Linked DNA regions of Pan troglodytes: regions 2 and 3 are each linked to region 1. Evidence: chromatin contacts called from public HiChIP or PLAC-seq data. All regions are on one chromosome and are shown on one strand. Each heading gives the region's core, a stretch centred on a gene start, on an enhancer-like site or on the middle of the called end of the contact. The rest is flanking DNA. Distances are from core to core; before and after follow the strand shown. Region 1 holds the start of ERN1 (endoplasmic reticulum to nucleus signaling 1). Region 2 holds the start of TEX2 (testis expressed 2). Region 3 holds the start of PL-B (placental lactogen PL-B).

Evidence for each region. HiChIP or PLAC-seq counts read pairs in DNA pulled down with a chosen protein or histone mark.
Region 2: an H3K4me3 HiChIP or PLAC-seq map of stem cell-derived excitatory neurons shows a contact between it and region 1, with 2.2 times the contacts expected there. The contact joins the promoter of TEX2 here to the promoter of ERN1 in region 1. A contact is called at or near these places in 1 of 7 Hi-C or Micro-C datasets (stem cell-derived neural progenitor cells) and 1 of 1 datasets of contacts at active chromatin or transcription factors (stem cell-derived excitatory neurons).
Region 3: a contact with region 1 is called in an H3K4me3 HiChIP or PLAC-seq map of stem cell-derived excitatory neurons, with 11 times the contacts expected there. The contact joins the promoter of PL-B here to the promoter of ERN1 in region 1. A contact is called at or near these places in 1 of 7 Hi-C or Micro-C datasets (induced pluripotent stem cells) and 1 of 1 datasets of contacts at active chromatin or transcription factors (stem cell-derived excitatory neurons).

What each region holds. Positions count from the first base shown.
Region 1 is chr19:77,259,583-77,263,616 of NHGRI_mPanTro3-v2.0_pri, reverse strand. ERN1 (endoplasmic reticulum to nucleus signaling 1) reads left to right here and starts at 2,095. Exons shown (of 21, transcript XM_016932752.4): 1 at 2,095-2,316.
Region 2 is chr19:77,391,831-77,396,353 of NHGRI_mPanTro3-v2.0_pri, reverse strand. It overlaps TEX2 (testis expressed 2), which reads left to right and starts at 1,542. Exons shown (of 12, transcript XM_511583.8): 1 at 1,542-1,671.
Region 3 is chr19:77,041,410-77,045,875 of NHGRI_mPanTro3-v2.0_pri, reverse strand. It overlaps PL-B (placental lactogen PL-B), which reads left to right and starts at 2,935. Exons shown (of 5, transcript NM_001008999.1): 1 at 2,935-2,944; 2 at 3,209-3,369; 3 at 3,594-3,713; 4 at 3,807-3,971; 5 at 4,225-4,422. The coding sequence starts at 2,935. The coding sequence ends at 4,422.

The sequences.
Region 1 (4,034 bases), core at 846-3,345:
GGCAGGAGAATCGCTTGAAACCAAAAAGGCAGAGGTTGCAGTGAGCCACGATCGTGCCACTGCACTCTAGCCTGGGCAAAAGAGTGAAACTCTGTCTCAAAAAAAAAAAAAAAAAAAGAAATTCAGAGAACATGTAACAGTGCAATTAAGCCCTGGGGATTTGGTCCAACTGAGTGTAAGATAAATAATACCTAACTGTCCAGGCTTCTTGGAACAGATTTTTTTTCTTTCTAAGATCTTTAAAACTGATTTATGAGTGAAATTGAGGTCAGCATTCCCCTTTGTGTTTCATCTGCTGATGTTACAGGGTCACAGTGACATTTTGAATTGTAAAAGGGCTGCCAGAGTTCCAGTACAGCAAATTTTCCCCTCCTAGACTTACTCTGTTTGAGAAAAAGCACCAGAGGGGGGGATGTGAAAGTGACATTTTTCAGTCAAGCTTCTCTTTTAAGTCAAGTATACAGGGTCTAACAGATGCTGTTGTCAGCTGGCAAACTGGACAGGTAATCATTAAAGAGGTCCTCCCAAGCCAGGTGTCGTGGGGCACACCTGAAGTCCCAGCTACTGGGGAGGATCTCTTGAGCCCAGGAGTTTGAGAGCAGCCTGGGCAACACAGTGAGACCTCACCTCTAAAAAGAAAAGATAAAAGGTCAAGAAATAAAGAGCTCCTCCCAGTTTCAGGGCTGTAGGCCTCCCTGGATGCCCGGCTATACTGCTCAGGAGTGCTGGGCCTCTCAGTACATCTCTCTGCCAATCCCAAACCTCTGTTTGCATTTAGACATTCAGGTAACACTTTTCAAAATGTCTCTACTGTTTTCACAGTTGCCAAGATTCTTCCCACTCTTACAGAGATGTGTTGGAGTCTCCAGCATGCGGTAGGACTTAGTCCCTTCACTGTAATCCAGGCCTAGGGGGTCAGGAATGGGGAGCTCTATTTGCAGGATTTGGGCTTACTGTCATTTTGGTCTGTTTTAGTTGGCTAAGATTGACCACAATGCACACAGACTGGACATTTGGCCAGTCCCCCACTACTACTTTGTTGTTTTGTCTAGGATTGCTTATTCTTTTCCTTCAAACCTGAAAAATCTTAGGCTCTCATATAAGCAAGTCAGGAAAAATTAGAGAATTTCATAGCCGTTTTCTTTTTCTCCTAGGATAAGTTAGATACCTTTCCCTGGGCTCCAAATCTCAGTTTACTGTCTTTCCTTGCAAAAGACGTGTCCTCCCTCCCCATGTCCCTCTCAGTGGAGGCCAGTGCCAGTGACCAAACAGCTGCCGAGCTCTTTAACTCTAATTAGTACTCCACACCCTCACATAGACCTTGCAGGAGGCCTCAACCCACCCACTCCCTCCAACGAGTTGTGACGCAGACCATCTCAAACTTCACATCCACACGTGTCACATCAACGCACGTGACACAAGTGGCCGAAATGGTTTCCTCCTTATAATTTTTGGTGAGTGACTTGGCCGTGGTTCATTCCAAGCGGAAGTGATGGCTGGTGGATATGACTTGAGGGGAATTCCTGAGGGCAAGGAAAAGGAAGAAAGGGGCCCCGGAGAAGACGAGGCACAGCTGGAGAACCCTAGGGCTGTGAACACTGCGACTGCCGCGCGGGGCAGCTGCGCCGTGTTTGCTGGAAGCCTCCGGTAGCTGCTGAAACCTTCGCTCCGGAGGTCGCCTCGGTAAACCTTGCCGATGATTCCACCACGGCGGAAAGACGAAAAGGAGGCTTCTAGGCACCCGGGACCGCCCGTGTCCCGCCCTTTTCCCCGATGAAGTCTGACGCGGCAGGTCCCTCGGCAGGGTTAATGGGACCGCCTGGTGGGGCATTGCCAGTCTTTCCCAGCCACAGACAAGCTTCGCGCCTCGATCCCCCAGCGCCCCCAGACGCTGGATGCCGAGGCCTGGTCCTTTACAGCCGCCGACGCCTCATGAGCGAAGCCAGCCAGATGCCAGCACCGCCTTCGGCCCCGCCCCGAGCCAGCCCCTCCCACATCCCCGCCCGGGGCACGCCCTCGGCCCGCCCCCATCTCCGCCCCGAACACGCCCCTAGGCTGGCCCCGCCCCGTCCCCGCCCCCAACTCCGCCCCGACCGGAAGAAGCCGCGGCACCCAGCGCTTATAGGGCCGGGAATGGGGGTGCCGCCGCTGCCTAGTCAGTTCTGCGTCCGCTGAGGCTCGGTCACCGCCTCGCTGTCGTCGCGGCGCCCCCGCCCCGTCCTCTGTCCGTACCGCCCCCGGAGCCAGGGCCGAGTCCTCGCCATGCCGGCCCGGCGGCTGCTGCTGCTGCTGACGCTGCTGCTGCCCGGCCTCGGGGTGAGTGACCGGGGAGCGTGGGGTGGAGGACAGCTCGCGACGGCCGGGTCGGGGCCGGGGCAGCGTCGCGCCGCCGGGGCTGGAGTCCGAGCTGGGAGCGCGACGGCGGCGGCCAGATGCCCCGTGCGCCCAGCCGTGGGAGGCTCGGGCCGGGCGTAGGAGGCGGCACCGGGCCGGGAGGGCTTCCCTGACGGGAGTCGCGGCCCCACCGAGGCGTCGGCCGCCCGAAGAGCCTCCCAAGCCAGCGCGGCTGTCACGGGCAGCGGCTCCCCGGACCCCACGGGCTCGGGCGCAACTTCGTGGCGTCCTGGACGGCACTTGGGGGTCCCAGAAGGCCCCGGCCTGAGGAGGCCGCCCACCTGCGGGACCCTCCTCCTTGCGGGCGGGCGCCGGCGCTGCCTGGCGGGGGCCGCGGAGGAGCCGAAAGGGCGTTGGGATCCAGGGGAAGGGTCTGTCCTGCGCTTCGAATCCTTGTTTGAACTTTTTAAAAATTCGAAAACTTTGGGGAACGAATGCAACAGGGAGTAAGGACTCTCACCCAAGAGCTGGCTTCTGCCACTTGCCCTGCCGGTTTCTTGGTACTGGGAGGCTGCAGGCTTCCTTCTGTGCACCGAGACTTCCTTGAGCAAGTGGAGCTGTGGGAATTGCACTCTTGGAAGATCCCGCATGGGTTCGAGGTGAGGCCGCTTCAGAACCTCAAATGAAAGACTGTCTCCTCGTGGGAGAGCACCTGGGGCCATCAGAAATGTCTTTTCATCTTTTTCTGGAGGAGACGAATGATAGGGCCTGGTTTACATTCATTTAACTCTTTATGACCTTCACTCAGCTGTGGATTTGGGGGCACTTTGTGGGAGACTTGGCTTTTTTTTTTCTTCTGGTTGGAAGAACCTAAATTAGCGAATGTTTTTCACAAAATGTATTGTTCAGGATGTGAGCGTGGCAAATTTGTCCGTGTTCTGTTTAATGACCTCTTTAAAGGTACTGTGTACTCTTTAATAGGGATATCATGTACCAGGTGTCCCAGTAGAGCACTAACATGTGTGTGCCTGAGTGCCAGCCACCGCGTGAACTCTTTGGAGGTTTTGCATTTTAGGTAAATAACTGTCTGTACTCTTGGAGTAACAAGAATTTGGAAACAGGAGAAGTAAATAAATAAGGTTGCCTTTTTCAAATTCAGGGTTTTTTTTTTTAAATAAAGGAAAATTTGTAGACTCTATAATAGAACTTGTGGAAGTTAAGTTTTTCTTTCAAATAAAAACCCCACTTTTACAACTAAGGTCAGGTTTTGAACTTGAGCACCTCACCTTGGATTGGTAACTACTGCCTGGCATCTGTTCACAAACGAGGGTATAAGCAGAATGACCAAATGTTTGACATGAATTCGATCATTTCATAACGTCAAGGGATAGGTGTATAATGGTTTCCTTTGCCACATCTTTCCTTTTGCTACTTTGTCACTGGATTCTAGTGTTTGGTTATTGAATAACTTAGGCTAAAGAGCCAAAAATAACGATTTAGCTGTAGTTGGAACTATAGTTTCAGTTCGTGTAAATATTTCCAATTTGTATTTAGAAATCCAAACTTCTCAGAGTTCATGATAAAATATTCCAGACCCTTATCAAAAGGTTATAGTTTAGCGTAACTATATTTAGGTGAAAGGTCAGGCCGGGCCCGGTGGCTCATGCCTGTAATCCCAGCACTTTGGGAGGCTGAGGTGG
Region 2 (4,523 bases), core at 293-2,792, 130 kb before region 1:
CCTCTGCTTGAGGCATCAAATCTTCTTCCTGCTTGAGGATTTCAAACTTTCAGCTGTTGTTTCATCTGGGTCCAGTGCCCTTCTACACTCAGTTCTTGGCATGACTTATTCTGTTATGAGTGTCTTAGTAGGTGACCTCCTCCCTTACTAGCAAGTCTCCCAACCATATTACTAATTCTGAGGATGAAAGGAGTTTGGCTTTCATTTTGCCAGTTGAATTTGAATTTCATGACTATGATAGACTCAAAATATGCACCTGAGTGTGGTCCTTGTACCACTTGCATTAGAATCACCTGGAGGGAGGGGTGTCGAAGGCCATCCCAGACTTACTGAATTACAGGTTCTGGGGTGGGACTTAGAGATCTTCATGTTAAAACCCTCCAGGATGATCTGACGTTGAAGATCTGACGTTTGGGACCCACTAATGCAGGAGACACACTGACACATCTGTTTGTTGCCTTGGTCCTTTCTTGTGGTGGGTGGGAAGTGCAGAGGGGCAAGGACTACAGGGGAAGGGGGAACTCTCCCTATGTGCCAGTGCTTCTGCCAGCCAACCCAGGTTCGCAGAAGATAAATGCACAATGGGCATTGCCATCCCAGGAAGCTCATTCTAAGTGAGAATTTACCTCGAGAAGTCACTTTACCTCTCTGAGCCTCAGATATTGCCTCTCTAAAAATGAGTAGTTAATACTATATAAGTTCTAAGCTCTAAGAACTCGTGGCCAGGCGCGGTGGCTCACGCCTGTAATCCCAGTACTTTGGGAGGCTGGGTCCGGCGGATCCATCCTGGCCAACATGGTGAAACCCCGTCTCTACTAAAAATACAAAAATTAGCTGGGTGTGGTGGCACGCGCCTGTAATCCCAGCTACTCGGGAGGCTGAGGCAGGAGAATCGCTTTAACCCAGGAGGCGGAGGTTGCAGTGAGCCCAGATGACGGCACTGCACTCCAGCCTGGCGACAGAGCGAGACTCCGTCTCAAACAAAAAAACTAGTAACAGAGTTAGTTCAGGATAGGATGTGGTAGTGTGGTAGTCAGGTGGGGGAAGTACATAATGGGGGAAACTGGGAATTTGCCTTTTTAAATCAATGTCTGCAGTTGGATGGGGATAGATATGTCTGATGGCCCTCTAAAATGCAAATCGAGTGAATTTGCCCAGGGGGATACCCCTGGTTCTCCGCGCCTCAGTCACCCCACCTCAACCCCCAGCCCTCGTCTCAAGGGCACTTGTTGCTGCTAGACTGCAGGAAGAGGAAATCAAGAAGTGCAAAGAGCTGGGGACAGTGTGCAGCCCCGTTGGGAGAGTGAAGCTTTTGTCCCCCTCACCTGGGGCTCTTCCAGGTAACCCTCCCCACCACTCCTCTCCCTAGCTCCAAGGGCGGTGGCCCCTTTAACAGACCTGACAAATCGCTCCCCCATTTCCGCGGCCTCACCTCGGCGCGCGGTAGAACTGGATTGGTTGGGCCTGGCGTGCCGTTTGCTCCGCCCCCGCGCCCTCTGGTTGGCGGCGGCGGCCGCGGGCGCGGGGCGGGTCCGCCGGCGGGGCGGGGCGGCGTGTGCCCGGGGGCGGGCGGGCGGCAGGACCGCGGCCGGTGCCCCAGCCGAAGCCGGAGTCGCGCGGCCGGGAGCACGGGCGCCGGCATAGTACAATGAGGCAGCCAGCGGATCTTGGGTGAGCAGTCTCGGGGCCAGGCGGGGGCGGTGGAGGGAGCGCCCCGCGGATAAGGCCCGGGCTGGGCGCGGATCGACCCCGCGGGCTTCAGAGTACCGGTCGGGTCCGGCGGCCCTTGGCGTGGCGGGGCTCGGCCCCCCACCCCGCTGTCATGGTTCGGGTATTGAAGGGGACGCCCACCCGCGACGCCCCCGGGCAATCCCTTCCTTCGGGGCCCCGCCGGATGGCTCGGGCTCGACTCCGGCGCGAGGAGCTGCCGGCCCGGTCCCCTCAGCCTGCGGTCCCCGGCCCCGGGCAGGGAGGCACCGTCACGCGCAAACTAGAGGAAAACGGCTTGCAATTTTATGAATGGGGCCCCGGGTTCCTGCCGCCCCCCTCACCGGCGAGGCGAAATGCTTGAAAGTCGAGAACCGCAGTTACTTTTACTCGAATCTGTCAGAGGTTGTATGCGCCCCGGTGGTTTTTCTCCAACTCCTGGAGAACGCGGGTGGCGGTGGGGTGGTTTGTGTGCTTTAGCAGGGAGGCGGCGGCGTGCCGAAATCCGGGGGATCGGAAGGTTAACAAGTGACATTGGGCTGAGGCCTAGCGCCAGGTGCCTTGCGGGGAGGCGGTGTGGCCGTGGACGCCGTCGCTGCTGGCTGCTGAGCACGGAAACCATACGGTGGGACCGGAGAAGGCGGGGAACGGCTGGCCACATTGCACCACACGCTGCCTAGAGCGTACGGCTGCCATGGGAGTTGGTGCAGGGGAGTCTTCCCCTTTTGAAAACGATTTTTGGAAAACTTAGCCCCTCAGTGGGTTGATAGTTACTTAAACCATCGGTTGTTATGGTTACTGGGCGTCAGATGTAAGGGCAAAGTCTGTTTCCACCCTCGCTCTTTCTCCAGAGCTATGAAGTACTTTGTCACTGTGTTTTACAGACACTGCCCAGGGAGGACATCCTTTTTTAGAGTTGAGGGAAAATTGTGGGCTCCTTGAGGGCAGGGCTCGTGCCACATTCACGTTTGAAGTGCCAGCGTCTTCACACCATCACCGCTCTGCACATGCATTAAAAGGAATGAGCCTTTTACATGTTTTGAGGATTCTCAGAGGATTCAGAGGAGTCATTTCAGGAGCCAGGTGTAAGCTGGAGGGGAAACAACGAGTGACTTTTATATGGAAAACAATAAGGAAAAATGGAGGGCAGGTTATCCTTGAACTCTGGAGTATGGGGAGTTGAGGAGTCTAGGTTTGTGAGCTTTAGAGCTGGGTCACACAGAGACGCTTGTCTCATATTGGAAGAATTAAGCTGCCATTTCTGTTAGCTCTTACCTAGCCCATAAACAATATTCTTTCAGATTCTCCCCAAAATGGTAGTTGGTCTAAAGTTATGGTAAACAAGCCCCCTGAGGTGATGTGGATAGAGTGGGATTTTGCCATATCATTTCTTTCTTTTTTTTCTGGGCCCCTTTGGGAGTGTGAAGGCTTGGAGGGAGAGGATGTGGAGGGCTCTGGGTGAACTGAACTTGCTTGCATGTTTATCTCCAGTAAAAGGCACTGTGCCTGAGAGGAAGGAGATTAACAAATTGATTCAGATCAGAAGATGGTGGTAATTGAGTCTACTGACAAGCAACCGAGGGGCTGGGACAGACGAGGAGGGAGGAAAAATTCAGGAGTTTGGTTTGGGCTGATTCTTGGAGGTTTGAAGAGCAAGTTATGTCATCGTGAGAGAAGATTAGACACAGCATATACCAAACATAATGTTCATTATTAGAGGTTATGTTAGAATGCTTCTGGAGAAGAAGCAGGAAAGATTAGGCTTTTCGATAGAATAAATACGTAGCATGTTTTGGACAATAAGCAGTTGCCTGGAGTTAAAAAAGAAATTATTTATTAAAATAATAATAATTTTGCTGTATGCCAGAAACTGCTAGACATTATAGAAATGATGGAGGGTTTTTTTGTTTTTAAAGGATGAAGAGTTTGTTTCTATATGCCATATTAGTTGCCTTTCCTTCAAGTCAAATGCTTCTGTTTTCTGGAAGGTTTTCTGAATCCCTTGAGGAAAGAGAGGGGAGAACTGCACAGTTTATTACTTAATATGAGAACAGAGCAATGGGGAAATTCTCCTCACTGTAGATTACTTTCAGTATCAAAGTGAATCTTCAAAGACCAGTTTTCTGTGTCAGGTTCAATATAAAATTATATTAATCCTCACGTCTGTTGACTGGTATCTTTTGATGGAAAGCGCGTGTTCTTTCTTTTTTTCCATTTGTCAATTCATTCATTCAGAGTTAGGAAGTTCATTAAACACACACTGTCTCTTGTCCTCTAGGTGTTTCTAGTTCATTTTCTTTGCCTGAATATCCCTCAGGGTCTGCTTTCTTCTGTCTGATCCTTATCTCCTGAAGGTCTCCTTGGGAATTGCTGAGGTCACAGGGAATGCTTATTCTTTGATTCTGTCCCAAGGCAGAAGACTAGTATAGAAAAGAGAGCAGTGTTGAGTTCCAACTCAGCCAGGTACTGTTTTCTGCCCCTTATGTATATATCCTCTCCAGTCCTAGAGCAGCCCTCTAAGGGAGGTGTGATAGCCTCATTTTACAGAAGAGGAAACCGAGGCTCAGAGCAAAGTAGTAACTTGCCCAAGGTGACAAGCTGGTTAGATGGTGGAGCAAGAATGTCAGTCTAGGACATTGATTCAAAAAACGTGCTTTTTTGGGCCAGGCACAGTGGCTCACATCTTGTAATCCCAGTACCTTGGGAGGCCAAGGCAAGAGGATTACTTGAGGCCAAGGGTTTGAGACCATCCTGGATGACAGAGTAAGACCCCGTGTCCAAGCAAACAAAACACACTTTTTCCATTGTACCACGTT
Region 3 (4,466 bases), core at 1,686-4,185, 220 kb after region 1:
GCTGGTCCCACGTGTTCCTGTCAGTAACCTGTCTGGGGAGACTCGCCACCTCTGTGCCCACCTGCGGAGTTATGCAGTGGTCCCCAACTGGGGCCCCTGCCACCCTCATTCCTAAAGGAGGCTGGAGACTTCTTCCATGGCCGAAAATCCACATCTAAGTCCCCAGCACTGGCTAAAAGGCCCTGTCATGGGGGCTCCCTGTCCCAGCTGACATTGGAGGAAGGATGGTGGGGGAGGCAGAAAGCTACATGGAGCTCAGGGACCCTCTTCCATTCCCACCTGGCTCCTCCTCTTTGCTGGTGCTGGAAGGAGCAGGGGAAAGTGGTGACTCCACCCTCCCTTGGCCACATATTTCTCGGAGCTGGTATCATCGATGACACCCCTCTTGGATCCTCCTACAGGCCTGCCTGGAGAACAGCCCACAGCACAGTGCCCTCCCAGTAGGTGATGAGTCTGGGGTGCTGGTCCGGTAATGCTTCAGGAGCGATGGCAGAAAAAGGAGCTCTGTCTTCCGCTCTGAAAGTAAGGAGATGGCAGGGCCCCAGCATTCACATCCTAGGCCACAGGAGTGTGGGTGTTCAGTGTTGGTTGCCAACACCACAGCCAACCACTTCTAGAAGCATTTGCTTGTTTGCTTGCTTGTGTTTCTACAGAGTCAAGTGCTAGATGCTCTTAAACTCAGGGGGGAAGATTTCACCACTAGAGAGGGTGTTCTTTCCTGCTCTTATCCCTGGGGGCATCTGATGCTTGTGACCTCCAGATGATATTGAAATAGCCCCAACCCTAGGCACCAGGAGACAGGAGGCTCAGTCCTGGCCTTCTCCGCCTCCGCCTTGTCCTGCTGTGAGGTTTCCACAAGGCACCCCATGCCACTGGGCCATTCTCACCTGGGAATTGAGAAAGAACAATCTGCCCCTTATGGAAAGACAAAATGAGGCAAAGGGCCCCTGTGTTGGGGGCAGGATCCCTGCACTCAGAGGGATTTAGAAGCTGAAATAACTGGGTTGGGGGCGGTGACTCACGCCAGTAATCTCAGTACTTTGGGAGGCCAGGGAGGGTGGATCACATAAAGTCAAGAGTTCGAGAGCAGCCTGGCTAACATAGGGAAACCCCATCTCTACTAAAAAAGTACAAAATTTAGCCTGGCATGGTGGCGGGCGACTGTAATCCCAGCTACTAAGGAGGATGAGGCGGGAGAATCACTTGAACCCAGGAGGTGGAGGTTGCTGTGAGGCAACATCATGCCACTGGCCACTGCACTCCAGCCTGGGTGACAGAATGAGACTCCATCTGAAAAAAAAGAAAGAAAGAGAGAGAGAGAGACAAAGAGGAAAGAAAGAAAAGAAAGAAAGAAAGAAAGAAAAAGAAAAGAAAGAAACTAAAATAACTAAATAACTGAGTAGCACCACACTACCTGTTCTGGAGAAAGGACTTTTTTCTTGTTGTTGTGGTTGTTGAAATGGAGTCACACTCTGTCGCCCAGGCTGGAGTGCCGTGGCCCAATCTTGGCTCACAGCAACCTCTGCGTCCTGGGTTCAAGTGATTCTACCACCTCACCCTCCGGAGTAACTGGGATTACAGGCTTGCGCCACCACACACAGCTACTTTTGTATTTTTAGAGAGTTGGTGTTTTGCCATGTTGGCTAGTCTGGCCTTGAAATCCTGACCTCAAGTGATCCACCCACCTCAGCCTCCCAAAGTGCTGGGATTATAGGCATGAGCCACCGTGCCCGGCCTGGAGAAAGGACTTTAAATGACGCAATGTGGGAAGAGCAAGGTTGTGGAGATCTGCTGCCCTGGCTGAGGTAACTCATGCAATCAGTCTCTCTGAGCCTCAGTCTCCTGATATGTGAAATGGGATGATAATCATACCTCCTACACAAGACAAGTTGCAGGTCAGACGTGAGAATGCACAGGCAGGCCCTTCGCAACTGGATAAGCTCTACACAGGTCTGCAAAGGAGGAGGAGAAAAAAGAGGACGGGCTTCCATGGATGGATAGGGCATTTTTCGGCGTGATGTGTTCTGAGTTCCAAAGCTGGGGAAGAGATTCAAATCTTCAAGAGCTCTTCCAACTTTGAGATTCTCTGATGGTTTCAGGGCTATGGGAGGAAGCGCTTGTGGTCCGTGTCTGTTCCCGGGATTTCGGTTTCTTGGTTTGTATCTCTGCTGCAGGTCCAGGGAGCTGGGGCAATACCTTGAGTCTGGGTTCCTGGTGCCCAGGGACCTGGGGGAGCACCCCAACCGCCCTCAACCCCCGCCTCCGCCCCAAGGCTCAGGGAAAGGGGAGAGCAAAGTATGGGGTTGGTTCCCTCTAGTGGTCAGTGTTAGCACTGCATCCAGCTGACTCAGGCTGGCCCAGGAGGAGTCAGCAAAAGTGGAATTCAGGACTGAATCGTGCTCACAACCCCCACAATCTATTGGCTGTGCTTGGCCCCTTTTCCCAACACACACATTCTGTCTGGTGGGTGGAGGTTAAACATGCGGGGAGGAGGAAAGGAATAGGATAGAGAGTGGGATGTGGTCGGTAGGGGTCTCAAGGACTGCCTATCCTGACATCCTTCTCCGCGTTCAGGTTGGCCACCATGGCCTGCTGCCAGGGGGCACCCACCTGCCCCTTAAAGAGAGGACAAGTTGGGTGGTATCTCTGGCTGACACTCTGTGCACAACCCTCACAACGCTGGTGACCGTGGGAAGGGAAAGATGACAAGTCAGGGGGCATGATCCCAGCATGTGTGGGAGGAGCTTCTAAATTATCCATTAGCACAAGCCCGTCAGTGGCCCCATGCATAAATGTACACAGAAACAGGTGGGGTCAAGCAGGGAGAGAGAACTGGCCAGGGTATAAAAAGGGCCCACAAGAGACCAGCTCCAGCATCCCAAGGCCTAACTCCCGGAGCCACTCAGTGTTCTGTGGACAGCTCACCTAGCCGCAATGGCTGCAGGTAAGCGCCCCTAAAATCCCTTTGGGCACAACGTGTCCTGAGGGGAGAGGCGGCGCCCTGTAGATGGGACGGGGGCACTAACCCTCAGGTTTGGGGCTTATGAATGTGAATATCGCCATCTAAGGCCAGATATTTGGCCAATCTCTGAATGTTCCTCGTCCCTGGAGGGATGGAGAGGGAGACAAAAACAAACAGCTCCTGGAGCAGGGAGAGCGCTGGCCTCTTGCTCTGTAGCTCCCTTCCTGCCATCCGGTTTCTCCCCAGGCTCCCGGACATCCCTGCTCCTGGCTTTTGCCCTGCTCTGCCTGCCCTGGCTTCAAGAGGCTGGTGCCGTCCAAACCGTTCCGTTATCCAGGCTTTTTGACCACGCTATGCTCCAAGCCCATCGCGCGCACCAGCTGGCCATTGACACCTACCAGGAGTTTGTAAGCTCTTGGGGAATGGGTGGGGGTCAGGGGTGGCAAGAAGGGGTGACTTTCCCCCACTGGGGAAGTAATGGGAGGAGACTAAGGAGCTCAGGGTTGTTTTCTGAAGCGAAAATGCAGGCAGATGAGCATAGGCTGAGCCAGATTCCCAGAAAAGTAACAATGGGAGCTGGTTTCCAGCATAGAAAGCTGCGGTCCTTCTTGGTGGGGGGTTCTTCTCCTAGGAAGAAGCCTATATCCCAAAGGACCAGAAGTATTCATTCCTGCATGACTCCCAGACCTCCTTCTGCTTCTCAGACTCTATTCCGACACCCTCCAACATGGAGGAAACGCAGCAGAAATCTGTGAGTGGATGCCGTCTCCCCTAGGCGGGGATGGGGGAGACCTGTGGTCAGAGCCCGCGGGCAGCACAGCCACTGCCGGTCCTTCCCCTGCAGAATCTAGAGCTGCTCCGCATCTCCCTGCTGCTCATCGAGTCGTGGCTGGAGCCCGTGCGGTTCCTCAGGAGTATGTTCGCCAACAACCTGGTGTATGACACCTCGGACAGCGATGACTATCACCTCCTAAAGGACCTAGAGGAAGGCATTCAAATGCTGATGGGGGTGAGGGTGGCACCGGGGTTCCCCGATCCTGGAACCCCACTGGCTTCGAGGGCTGGGGGAGAGAAACACTGCTGCCCTCTTTGTAGCAGTAAGGCGCCTACCCAAGAGAACTCACCTTATTCTTCATTTCTCCTGGTGAATCCTCTAGGCCTTTTTCTACACCCTGAAAGGGAGGGAGGAAAATGGATAAATGAGAGAGGGAGGGAACAGTGCCCAAGCGCTTGGCCTCTCCTTCTCTTCCTTCACTTTGCAGAGGCTGGAAGACGGCAGCCGCCGGACTGGGCAGATCCTCAAGCAGACCTACAGCAAGTTTGACACAAACTCGCACAACCATGACGCACTGCTCAAGAACTACGGGCTGCTCCACTGCTTCAGGAAGGACATGGACAAGGTCGAGACATTCCTGCGCATGGTGCAGTGCCGCTCTGTGGAGGGCAGCTGTGGCTTCTAGGTGCCCGCGTGGCATCCTGTGACCCCTCCCCAGTGCCTCTCCTG